2 separate regions of the Pan troglodytes genome follow, and region 1 is linked to region 2. A link is a contact called in public HiChIP or PLAC-seq data. All regions are on one chromosome and are shown on one strand. The core of a region is the stretch at or near the end of the contact, and the rest is flanking DNA. Distances in the headings are between cores, read along the strand shown. Region 1 holds the start of CRYAA (crystallin alpha A). Region 2 holds the start of NDUFV3 (NADH:ubiquinone oxidoreductase subunit V3).

Evidence for each region. HiChIP or PLAC-seq counts read pairs in DNA pulled down with a chosen protein or histone mark.
Region 1: an H3K4me3 HiChIP or PLAC-seq map of stem cell-derived excitatory neurons shows a contact between it and region 2, with 4 times the contacts expected there. The contact joins the promoter of CRYAA here to the promoter of NDUFV3 in region 2. A contact is called at or near these places in 1 of 7 Hi-C or Micro-C datasets (stem cell-derived neural progenitor cells) and 1 of 1 datasets of contacts at active chromatin or transcription factors (stem cell-derived excitatory neurons).

The regions. Positions count from the first base shown.
Region 1 is chr22:43,750,993-43,757,079 of NHGRI_mPanTro3-v2.0_pri, forward strand. CRYAA (crystallin alpha A) reads left to right here and starts at 4,069. Exons shown (of 7, transcript XM_063803499.1): 1 at 4,069-4,382; 2 at 5,631-5,805. It overlaps U2AF1 (U2 small nuclear RNA auxiliary factor 1), which reads right to left and starts at 3,985. Exons shown (of 9, transcript XM_063803497.1): 1 at 3,738-3,985; 2 at 600-687.
Region 2 is chr22:43,542,861-43,549,402 of NHGRI_mPanTro3-v2.0_pri, forward strand. It overlaps NDUFV3 (NADH:ubiquinone oxidoreductase subunit V3), which reads left to right and starts at 2,828. Exons shown (of 3, transcript NM_001071813.1): 1 at 2,828-2,875; 2 at 6,302-6,422. The coding sequence starts at 2,828. It overlaps WDR4 (WD repeat domain 4), which reads right to left and starts at 909. Exons shown (of 11, transcript XM_054675082.2): 1 at 889-909.

The sequences.
Region 1 (6,087 bases), core at 2,819-5,318, 210 kb after region 2:
CAAACAGACCCGCTAAGAGCAATTTACGGCCCATTTTCTACCTTTCAGCTTAATTTTTCATGTTTCCATGACGTGATGCGACTCGCTGTTTCCTCAGCTAGGGATGTGAAAGTGAGGACGCAGCCAGAGAAGCTCGAGCAGCATGATGGGCCTGGTGACAATCACGCTAGCTTGGAAGGTGGCTCCATCACCTCTACTGTCTGGAGACAGCAAAGAGCAGAAAGCCCACTCCGTGTCCACTGGTGCCTGGAGGAGGCTAACCCAAGGCTGGCACGGCCACCCCCTCTGGACCCATGTCTATCAGAGGGGGTAGGGAAGATGGCAGGGCAGCAAATATCAGGCACAGCCAACACACAAACATCAAAAACTGATTTTTAAAGTTTCTCTAATGATAAAAACAAGGAGTGGTGGTCTCAGACCTTCCACTGGAAGTGGAATCACCTGCCTCACTATTATTTAAATAAAAGAACACACTTATGAACACAAATGGAAAATACAACTACGAGAGAAAAAATGACTTGCTTAATATGTAGAAATTAACTGTCATTGAAAAGAACATGAAGTTTTTATAATTTACATGAAAAAAAAGGCAAACAAACCTGGCTAAACGTCGGTTTATTGTGCAACCGAGAGCACCTGTCTCCATGACGACATGCTCCAATTTTGAAATAAAATGAACAGTTGACTCTGTAAGGGAAAATGAGAGCTGATTATTTTGCTGGGAAGATATCAAACACATGGAAATATGTCAGCAGCATGACATACACTATCAAATTACTTTTAACCTCACAGAAACATGACACAGACTTTTTTCCGTGATATTAAGCACCTCCTCTTCCTTGCTGTATTTTAGGACAACGTAACTTCAACTTCCCTTTCTGCAAACACACTACTTGTTCAGCAAAGACGGTTCTAACTCTAACCCGCCTCCTCCTCATTCAAATCCCCTCCACTTTCCCAACTGCACAGCTGTTCTGTTTGTTTCTTAAATGGAGTATTAAATTAGTCTAAAACTAAATGTAACTTAGGCAGTATCTGTTCTCCAGTTCTCCACGACCAAGTTCTCTCTTGAAAACACCGGTGTGGTGAGGGTTAAGATCCCAACTCTGCTACCAGCTGCTTGGGCTTGGGCAAGTCACCCTAGCTCTCAGATGTCATCTGTAAATGATGACAATGCCAATGTGGCACTGTTCTGAGAGTCAGACAGAACGTATGTGTGCTTCACATATGGTGCTCATGAAGTGCTATCATTATCTAAGGAAAACAGAAAACGAAGTTCAGAGTCTCTCTAAACGCCTGACACCAGACCAACAGGGAGTTTCAAAAAATAGGTCTGAAGTAAATCAATTCTCCTGGTCTCAATACACTGAAAACAAACTATTAGGGGACTGACCGAACCCACCTTAGGAACCACCTTACGTCACCTTCTGTCTCTACTGCAAAACCCTCCCTTAATACTGTTCAAATACGCTGACAATCCAGATCCATATCCAATGGAACCAGCAATCATGCCTGTGTGCCAGCAATGTCAGGGAGGGAAGCCGATCTCTGATGAATTAGGACATCTTACCGGACAGACTTTGTTCAAAATTCAATTTTTTTTTTTTAACCAAGTGCCATTATGTTTTAAACAGTCAATCCAGAGTTAAGATTGAAGGGCCTCAACCTCAGTGAAATCTGATGGACCATGAAGACTGACTAGCCACTGATTTATTATCAGGTAGCAATAAAGACGGGAAAGTCCAAATTTATCAGGAGAGGAAAGTGACTATATATTTGCAAACTTACAGGTCTTGAGATTATTTAACTTGATTAGACAATAGCATATCTTTAGGAAGTCATCTAAAAATAAAGAAAGCTTATTTAAAAACTACCTCAGAATGGGCAAGCCCTGGGCCTCAACAATTAATATCCAATTATTCCACACAATTAAACCACAGACAAGCTATTAGGATATCCCTGAATCTAGAAAACATCTATAACTTCAAACATATAATAAGCTAAACATTTTTTAATTGGTAGAGATCTATATTTTATTCTTAGCTTAAATAATAATTAAAGTTAATATGAACCATCCGCTTCATTTTTTAGGAGTTGATCCTGTTTCCTGGAAGCTAAAACCCCACGTCTCCCTGAAAAGAAAACACAAGTAACCTAGATTAAATAATCAACTTTCCTGAATTAAAACCATGACCTTTATAGTATAGCCCAATAGATTGAAATGTGGTTGCTTATAGCAGAAATATAGGGAGATAGACTTTTACAAGACAGAAGTCATGCCACATGCAAATATGAAAAGGCGAAATTAATGATGCCCCGATCCTACATGTGTTAGTTCTTCACCCTAAACTCAGAAGAGCCTCTTGTTCCGATAGAGCTGGTCTATTCATTCGCCAAGATCATACCGTGAGTTCCTTAAGGATAATATCCAAATTTTACCCATGTTTAAGTCTCCAGAAACTGACCTATAGTTGACCCCCACTAAATGTTTCTGGAGTGACTATAACTGGTAGATTTTGGCTTAAAATTTTGCTAGAAATATAGCCTCCTCATCCAAACAACACAGGAGATTCTACCATGTGTGAAGAGGACATTTTACAAGATAGACTCCATCCTGGAAAAGAGAAACATTTTAAATAGCGTTTGAAAAAAGTGGCATTAAAAACATCTATGACAAACTTAGGGGTTTATCACTGAAAACATAAAGTCATGTTAACTTTGTATGGCACTGAAGAATGCCAAGATAACTAAAGAGTAGATTAAGCCAGATGCTGAGTCTTTAGGTTTTCAAAGTAAGAATTATCCTTCAAACGTCTGAAAACATTCCATTTAGTCTAAACTACAGCCAACTCACTGGAAATTAGTACGTGCCAAGGTGGCAATTAAAGCTGAAATTAAATGTTTTGCTTTTAACCTAACGATTGATTAGGGAAGGCATGCAACCTTAAGGAAAAAATCAAAACATCTTTTTCCTTATATCAGAATTGTGTCTTCAAGAACAGTCACCGACTTACAAATTTTCAACTTAGATGATGGGTTTATCGGGGTATTAAAGGCATTTTCGATTCATGATGGGTTTATCGGAACGCAATCCCATGGTAAATCGAGGAGCACCTGTATGTTAAGAGCGGATCACGTCTCTTGTGGTTAGATAGTTAATCCAGTAGTCTCCACCATACTTTTTCTTGTCATATCTCCTTACTGCCGGCCCAGTGGTCGCTTAAACAGGCAAGAGGCTGGCTAAGTGGATAAAACACCAACGCTTAGGACCCTAAGTTAGATAAGCGACTGAATACTGGCGAGGCTGGTACCAGAGCTTGCTCGACAGGACATTCACAGCCGAAAGTTGGAGCAAACGTGTCCACGTCCAAAAGGCCCGGATGCTCCAGGCAACTTTCAGCGCGGCTCGAGGCGGCTTCCGGGAGCCGGCGACTCGGAGGCCCGGACGTCGGGCGATCAGCCAGTCCAGACCCCAAGGCCGGAGAAAGCTCGGCCGCGGCGCCCCGAAAAGAGGCCCCATTCATTCTCCCCGCTCCATTTTTCCGCCGCGCGGCCCACGAGGCGGCGGCTCCGGAGGGCGCGCAAGGGGCCGGAAGGGCCACCGCTCCTTCCCGCCGCGGGCCCCTCCCCCGCCGCCGCCGCGCCGGCCCGCCTGGGCCTCCCCGGTCGCCCTCCCACCGCCTCAACCACCCTGCGCCCCGATCGCGCCCAACCCCCGGCGGGGGGCTCCCACTCACTTGTCTTTCTCGGTGCCGAAGATGGAGGCCAGATACTCCGCCATTTCCCACCCGCCGCCGCCGCTGCCGTCGACACTGCTGCCGACGCCGCCGACCCTGCCGACGCCCGCGGGAGACGTCACCCGGACGCGACGACGCTCTTCCCCGCCCCGACGTGGCAGCGCTACCCAGTCAGGCGAGGTGCTGCCTGCGCGTGGGCGGGACGCATGCGCGTAGGGAGCACGTAGTGCGCGTGGGAGGCTCCGCCTTTTCGGTCCTGGGAACCCGCGCCCCCTGCCGGTGCCTTCCCAGCCCGGCCCTAGCTCTCTCGCCTTCTCGCCCGCCCGGCGCTGTCCCTGCTGGATCCTGCGCGCCGGGGACTGGGGGCTGGCAGTGCAGACCGAACCCGGGGCCGAGGGGCTTCTCCACAGAGCCGCCTGGGGCTCGGTGGGGGGCGCTCAGCTCGACCCCAGCTAAGGGAGCACTAGGAAGTGCGGGCGTCCCCTTCCCTGCACCCTTGCGGGGCGGGAACCGTCGACCTAGAAGAAAAAAAAAGCTGAGGCAAACTTGATATAAGTAGAGAGGTTATTTGGGCCAAGTTTGAAGATTGCAACCCGGGAGCATAGCTTCAAGCTGCCCTGAACATAGGATTTGCAACAGTGACAAGTGGGTTTATAAAGCTTAAGAGGGGGGCAGTTCTTAAATAGCTCACCAAGAATTTACATGAAAATAACAAGCTATTAATTGGCTGTACGTTGTTCTTTATATCATAATTCCAGGAAAGGAAGTTCATGGGTGAAGGCAGCGGGTCCGGAGCAATAGTGCCTTTAAACAATTGCCAGGCATGGGTGGGGACCGCTGAAGCCCCATAGACCTGTCTCTCCGGGCCGGATTAACCTCGCACGCCTCACATAGCTCGGACGCTCTGTGTTGTTTTTCTTTTCTCTCACCCCTCTCCGCTTTACCCTCCCTCGGCGCTTGCCAGGTGCGACCTCCCCGGGGCCCTGCAGTCTTGCAGTTGCCTGGCCAAGGCCACCCACAGGTGGAGCTGGAAGGCCAGTGACCTGCCTCTGGGATACCCTTTCAGTCTCCTCATGTCACAAGGCTGGAACCATTCCGTGGGAAGGGTTCTATTCCTCTCTCCTGCGTTTTAACCCCATCAAGCAGCCATTTTCATCTGGTTTCCCACATTCATCAACTCACCTGCGATTTACCTAATTTCCAACGCAACTATCAACTCTGATTAGGTAGAAGTCAGAGAGACAGGGCCTATTTTACTTACCTCCTCCACAAGATGAGCCCCAGACTGTGGGGCAGGACCATGGGATCCTCTTAGCTCGGCTAGAGCTGAATGCTGAGCTCTAGTGTTTGGGCGGATTTGCGTGTTAGAATTGCATTTCTCTTGGCAACAGAGCATCTTCCTACCTGGGAAAGATGAGCAAACTGGAAACCTGTATTAGAAACAGTAGGGCCTCGGAGGTTTAAACCAAAAAGTATCTTGAGACAGGGCTCAATCAGTTTAGAAGTTTATTTTGCCAAGGTTAAGGACAATGCCTGGGAGGAAAAAAAACACGGTATCACAGAAACAGTCTGTGGTCTGTGCTTTTCTCCAAAGATGACTTTGAGGGCTTCAGTATTTAAAGGGGAAAAGTGGGCTGGAGGGGAAAGCGGAACAGTGTGGTAATCCACACGTTGCAAGAGAAAAGCAGCAGGCCGGGAACAGTCGACTGTGTACAGCTCACTCCTCAGCAAATCAGCACTTTACATAAGAGAAGCGGATGTTGAACCTTCTATCTGTAGCCGTCTGCTTAGGAACGAAAGGAAAGGCAGCTGCTTACATGACTCAGCTTTCAGCTCATTCTTTTCCTTTTGACAGAGTGAACTGGGGTCCTGACTTTTGTGTTCCTTTCGCAGAGGTGAGGCCAGAGAAGTGACAAGACAGATGCCAGTCCAGCAGGTGGGCATGTCCAGAAAGTGCAGCCTCAGGACACGGTCTGGGAACAAAGACTGCTGGAGAGTTGGAAGCTGGCAAGAGGCTCTCAGCTGTGAAGTACCTGGGGTGGGGGAGAAGTGGTCGGAGAAAGCAGAGGTAAGGTCTGTGCGTGGGAACTGAACTGAAATCCACAGCTCTATTACAAGGAATTAATCTGGTTACTAGAACCAGGGTAGATGATCAGACCAGGGCCACCAGTACCATCCACCCATTTTTCCTGAGAAAAGAAAAATAGGGCAGTCTGAGCTCTGTGAGGTGTGCAGAATGATCAGGCCCAGAGAGGCCGGAGTGTGGGACTTCATTCAGCGCCTCTTCCACCATAGAAGCAACTGTCCAGGGCAATTGTTTGATGGAATTTTTCTCCTGACAGGCTGCCTC
Region 2 (6,542 bases), core at 1,578-4,077:
CAGCCTGGGCAGCAGAGCGAGACTCCGTCTCAAAAAAAAGAAGTTTCACTGACCCTTGGGAGACACAAGGGGGAGCCTCTAGTAGTTCAGGTAGAACTTTGTGTGATCTACAAAGAAAGGAATATAAACAAACATACACTTTTAAGGTTTTGTGTTAAAATGCTGGGTACTACTTGCTAGAGCTACAGGCAGAGTTGATGGTGCCCACAGAAAGACTCTGGGCAGAGAGTTAACTGGAGGAACAGCCTCTGCTGTCGGAAAAGTCTAGTCTACTATTTTCTAGCTGATTGGAAAATACAATAATGTATTTGTCTGGCCTCTGCTTTATTTCAATGCAGCACCTTATATTTGCTTCTTGCACTTGGCCCTGTCCTTTCTCTTTGGCCAAACACAGTTTAGGCCACAGTTACCTCCCAACCAGGCTGCATGGGCTTCCCAACCTTCCTGCTCCCTCTAGTCTTAGGCACTGGCCTCACACATTGTTGCCCTAGTTACCTTTCGAGGCCCTAATCACTTCCTTCAAAAACCATCAACATGGCTAAGCATAGTGGCTCATGGCTGTAATCCCAGCACTTTGGGAGGCCGATGCAGGCAGATCACTTGAGGTCAAGAGTTACAAACCAGCCTGACCAACATGGTGAAACACTATCTCTACTAAAAATACAAAAATTAGATGGGCATGGTGGCGGCGCCTGTAATCCCAGCTACTGGGGAGGCTGAGGCAAGAGAATCACTTGAACCCAGGAGGCGGAAGTTGCAGTGAGCCGAGATTGCCCCTGCGCCACTGCACCCTAGCCTGGGCAACAGAGTGAGATTCTGTCTCAAAAAAAAAAAAAAAATCAAGATGGTTCATGCCCCCTCAACCATAGGTACCCTACCTTTACCAACCTGGCCGGTGACCACGCCAGAGGAGGTCTTTTCTGTTTCTTCTTGAGTGTTGCAACTCCAGCAAGATGTCAACATCTGCTGCATGTGCCCGCTGGTGGTGGTGTGGAAGTGGGGAGCTCCAGGTCCATGAAGGAGGGTGACGTGGATCTTCCAATTCCAGATCAGGATCCCCAAATTTGTTACTAACCTGTGAATTATTAAGCACATCTCACAAGGGTGAGCATGACCTTTTCCCTGGACACAACAGAATTAGCCTAGTGGTGAAGAAAAAAAAATCTGGCCGGGTGTAGTGGCTCACGCCTGTAACCCCAGCACTTTGGGAGGCCGAGGCGGGCGATCACTTGAGGTCAGGAGTTCGAGACCAGTCTGGCCAACATGGTGAAACCCCGTCGCTACTAAAAATACAAAAATTAGCCGGACGTGGTGGCTCATGCCTGTTGTCCCAGCTACTCAGGAGGCTGAGGTAGGAGAGTCGCTTGAACCTAGGAAGTGGAGCTTGCAGTGAGCCTAGATTGTGCCACTGTACTCCAGCCTGGGCAACAGAGCAAGACTCTGTCTCAAAAAAAAAAATTTAGGCCAGGCACGGTGGCTCACACCTGTAATCCCAGGACTTTGGGAGGCCGAGACGGGTGGATCACGAGGTCAGGAGATGGAGACCATCCTGGCTAACACGGTGAAACCCTGTCTCTACTAAAAATTACAAAAAATTAGCCGGGCGTGGTGGTGGGTGCCTGTAGTCCCAGCTACTCGGGAGGCTGAGGCAAGAGAATGGCGTGAACCCGGGAGGCGGAGCTTGCAATGAGCCAAGATGGCGCCACTGCACTCCAGCCTGGGCGACAGAGCAAGACTCCGTCTCAAAAAAAAAAAATTTAAACAAAAAAAAATCTTTTGGCATTTTTTTTCCTTCTCCCTTTAGGGACAAAGGATCCCTTCTCATGATTATCCTAAGATCTAAGGTTATTCTCTTTGCCTCCCAGGGTGGATGGTGGCAGATGCCCTTGCATTTACTTGATTGCAGACTCCTCTTTGATAAAGGCCTTTGATAAAGGCCTCATTCCGCCAGTTTATCTTGCCACCTCAATGAATCGCTAGCTGTGAGTCAGGAATCCCTACACAATCCATTTAAATGACTGTGGCAGGGCCTCTTCCCCTGTGGAAGCTGAAGGTGTGGGCACGTCCATCTCCGATGAAATGCGAATGGGGCTCTGGGCACGCGGCGGAAGGCAGAGAACTCAAGAGGCAGAGAAAGAAGCTAATAACTAATTACACCGACTCCACAATTACGACTAACGTTGGGGGCGAACTCTTTGCTAAATAAACAGGTGAAACAAAGCTTCCATTTCCAATCGGCCTAACTCTGGTATTAGCGTTGGCAGGGGCCATGCAGGAGGGGCAGTGAGCAGTGGTGGCCGCGTTGCCGACAGAGGGTGAGGGAGCTGGGCGCGTGGTGTGGGCGCCGAGGTCGCGAGCCGAAGAGCTTTAAACCTCTCAAAACACAGAACTATCAATCAAGTAGGACCAGACTGTGCCCCCAGGGAAGGTCGCAGATTTAAGGCTGCGAGGACAAGGGCAAAGAAGTGCGAAGCGTTCGGGTGGACATTCAGGCCGGCCCAGCGCAGACGCCTGAGACGGGTGCCCAGCAGCCCCCGCAGGTCTCCGCCGCGCCCCCGCCACAGCGCCCAGGCGCCCGCAGGGCACAGGGATCGGCACCAGCCGGTGACGGGCCCTTCACGCTGCTGCCTGTGATTGGTGGTCCTGATCCGGGGCGTGGCCCCAAGGGAAGCACTTAGCCCTACTGGGGATGCGCGCGCAGACCCACGGCCTCTGCTCCGCCCCCAGCTCGCCTGTAATTGGCGCACTCGGTCCAAGGGGCGGGTGTTCAGGCGCGGGTGCGCGCGCAGCTGCCGTGGCCCTGCCTGGTGCACCCGCTGTCACCGCCATGGCTGCCCCGTGTTTGCTGCGGCAAGGACGAGCCGGGGCGCTGAAGGTAAAGGAGGAGCCGGCCTGGGCTGGCTGCGCGGCCCGGAGCCTACGTAGGGGATGGGGTGAGGGGGCGCGGTGCTGGTCAGGTCCGGGCCTGTCCGCGACCTCTAGCCGTCCTAGTTGGGCCGCTGACCCCGCTCCCTGGGCCCAGGACTGACGGCCACGGGGCCAGGCCGGGTGTGGCCAGCGAGCGTCCCGCGGTTCCCCCGAGCCGGTCCGCCGCCGCCGCTGCCCGAGGCCCAGGCCGAGGCTGGCGTGCCCCGTGCCGACGGGCGCTCCTGGCGGCAGACACGGGTGGACGTTCCCAGGTGATGCTGCCGCGCCGCTGGGGTCAGCCGCTGTGCGGCTCCCGCACGGCTTCTCTGAAGGACAGTGACTTCTCCATTTAGCCAAGAGAGGAAATGAGGGAACTTTCAGGGACCTGGTTAACTTGGTAACTTACAGCCGTTGAGAAGCCAGCTGACATGACCTGACGTGTGAAAAGGGGAAGAAGGGCTTTCTTTTCTGCAAATAAAAAGCTAAGGCCAAGGCCGGGCGCGGGCACTTTGGGATTTTGCCTGTAATCCCAGTACTTTGGAAGGCCGAGCCAGGCGGATCGCTTGAGTTCAGGAGTTCGAGACTAGCCTGGCCAACATGTCGAAACCCTGTCTCTAAAAAATACAAAAAATTAGTCTGGCGTGGTGGTGCATTCCTGTAATCCCAGCTACTCGGGAGGCTGAGGTGGGAGGATCCCATGAACCCGGGACGCGGAGGTTGCAGTGAGCCGAGATCATACCACTGCACTCCAGCCTGGGGGACAGAATAAATAAATAAATAAAATAAGGCTAAGGCCACTTCACTCTCTTACAAATTTTAAAATGGCTGTTATTACAAAAGCAGTAACTATTCCCTGCAGAATATATATGTGTGTGTGTATATATATATAAATATATATTATATATTATATATTACATATAATATATATTATATGTAATATATAATATATAAATATGTATTATATATTTATATATTATATATAAATATATTATATATTTATATATTTATATATTATATATATTTATATATAATATATAATATATATTTTATATATATATATTTTTTTGAGACAGAGCCTCACTCTGTCGCCCAGGCCCAGGCTGGAGTGCAATGGCACCATCTCAACTCCCTGCAACTTCTGCCCCCTGGGATTAAGCGACTCTCGTGCCTCAGCCTGCAGAATAATTTAAAAGTACAGATAGGGAAATTCATTGACAGTCTACCATTACTCCTTCAAGCATCTAGTTCCTAACGATTTCTATCAACTTTTATATGTTCACATAAGCACATGTACTCATGCTTACAATCATGAACATACACGTTTTCATGTTTATATGTGCACATACAGGCACCTCTGTTCCGTATCCAGCATCTAGAACATTGTACTGTCTAGCACTTAATAGGCCTTAGTGAGTATATGCTGAGTGAGTTGGCATAATATAAAATATCACATTTATATTATAGACACTTTTGAAGCAGTTTTTATATACCTACATCATTTTAGTGGCCAGATAGTATTTCTTCTACTCTATTTTCTAAGGATAAGAAAACATTTTACAGAAAGAAACATAGGGCCTGGCAGATGGCTCACGCCTGTAATCCCAGCACTTTGGGAGGCCAAGACAGGCGGATCATTTGAGGTCAGGCATTCGAGACCAACATGGTGAAACCCCGTCTCTACTAAAAATACAAAAAGAGCCAGGCGCGGTAGCTCACACCTGTAATCCCAGTACTTTGAGAAGCCGAGGTGGGTGGATCACCTGAGGCCAGGATTCGAGACCAACCTGATCAACATGGTGAAACCCCGTCTCTACTAAATACAAAAACTTGTCCAGGCATGGTGGTGCGTGCCTGTAATCCCAGCTACTTGGGTGGCTGAGACAGGAGAATCGCTTGAACCCACGAGGCGGAGATTGTAGTGAGCCGAGGTTGCGCCACCGTGCTCCAGCCAGGGTGACAGAGCAAGACTCCGTCTCAAAAAACAAAATACAAAAACATTAGCCAGGTGTGGTGGTGCACACCTGTAATTCCAGCTACTTGGGAGGCTGAGGCAAGAGAATCGCTGGAACCCAGGAGGCGGAGGTTGCAGTGAGCCAAGATTGAGCCACTGCACTCCAGCCTGGGAGTCAGAGTGAGACCCTGTCTCCAAAAAAAAAAAAAAGAAAGAAAAAAGAAGAAACGTAGTATTTTGTAGGTTAATAAATAATTGGAGACGACAAAAAAAAATACACTGGAGAACGTCTGGTTGAAGTTTTATTAAACCAAATATTAATAGTGATTGTCCTTGAACTCGGGTGTTTTCTTCTTGCAGCCTTTTTGTATTTTAAAAAATGTCCATAATATACATACATTATGAAAACTGTAATAACCATTAGAAGTATATACCATGTGAATGTTTTGCACTTACATGTAGTGGTAATATGTAATATTCATATGCATGGTACCTACATGCACACAATCCCAGCACTTTGGTTGTTTTTTTTTTTTTTTCTGAGACAGTCTCACTCTGTTGCCCAGGCTGGAGTGCAGTGGCGCGATCTCAGCTCACTGCAACCTCCACCTCCTGAGTCTAAGCAATTCTCCTGCCTCAGCCTCTGCAGTACCTGGAACTACAGGCATGCACCACTGTGCCTGGCTAAATTTTTTTTTTTTTTTTTGAGACAGAGTCTTGCTCTGTCGCTCAGGCTAGAGTGCAGTGGCACGATCTTGGCTCACTGCAAGCTTCACCTCCTGGGTTCACGCCATTCTCCTGCCTCAGCCTCCCAAGTAGCTGGGACTACAGGCACCCGCCACCATGCCTGGCTAATTTTTTGTATTTTTAGTAGAGAGGGGGTTTCACCGTGTTAGCCAGGATAGTCTCGATCTCCTGACCTCATGATCCACACGCCTCGGCCTCCCAAAGTGCTAGGATTACAGTCGCACCGCGCCCAGCCTTTTTTTTGTATTTTTAGTAGAGACGGGGTTGGCCAGGCTGGTCTCAGAACTCCTGACCTCAAGTGATCCGCCCACCTCAGCCTCCCAAAGTGCTGGGATTATAGGCGTAAGCCACCGCACCTGACCAATCCCAGCACTTCAGGAGGCCGGGGCTTCAGGATCTCTTGAGGCCAGGAGTTTGAGACCAACCTGGGCCACATAGCCAGATCTCATCTCTATAAAAAATAAAAAATATTAGCCAGGCATGGTAGTATGTGCCTGTAGTCCTAGCTATGTCAGAGTATCGCTTGGACCCAGGAGTTGAAGGCTGCAGTGAGCCATGATTGTGCCACTGCACTCCAGCCCGGACGACTGAGAGAGACCCCTGACTCAAAAAATATATATATATATATTCATATATAGTACTAGCTATTATAACGGCATTACTCTAAACATCCATATTCATTAATTCTTTTGTCAGACTATGCTCCAGGAAGCCCAGGTGTTTCGAGGACTTGCTTCTACGGTTTCTTTGTCTGCGGAATCAGGGAAGAGTGAAAAGGGTCAGCCACAGAATTCCAAGAAGCAAAGTCCACCAAAAAGTAAGATTTTGCTGGTAGTCATAAGGGAAAGAGAATGCAAAAAGAAAATAGATTAGTCAGCCTTCAAAGCACAACAATGAGTTTTACTAGCTACGTAATTTATGCTTCTTCTTTTTCAGC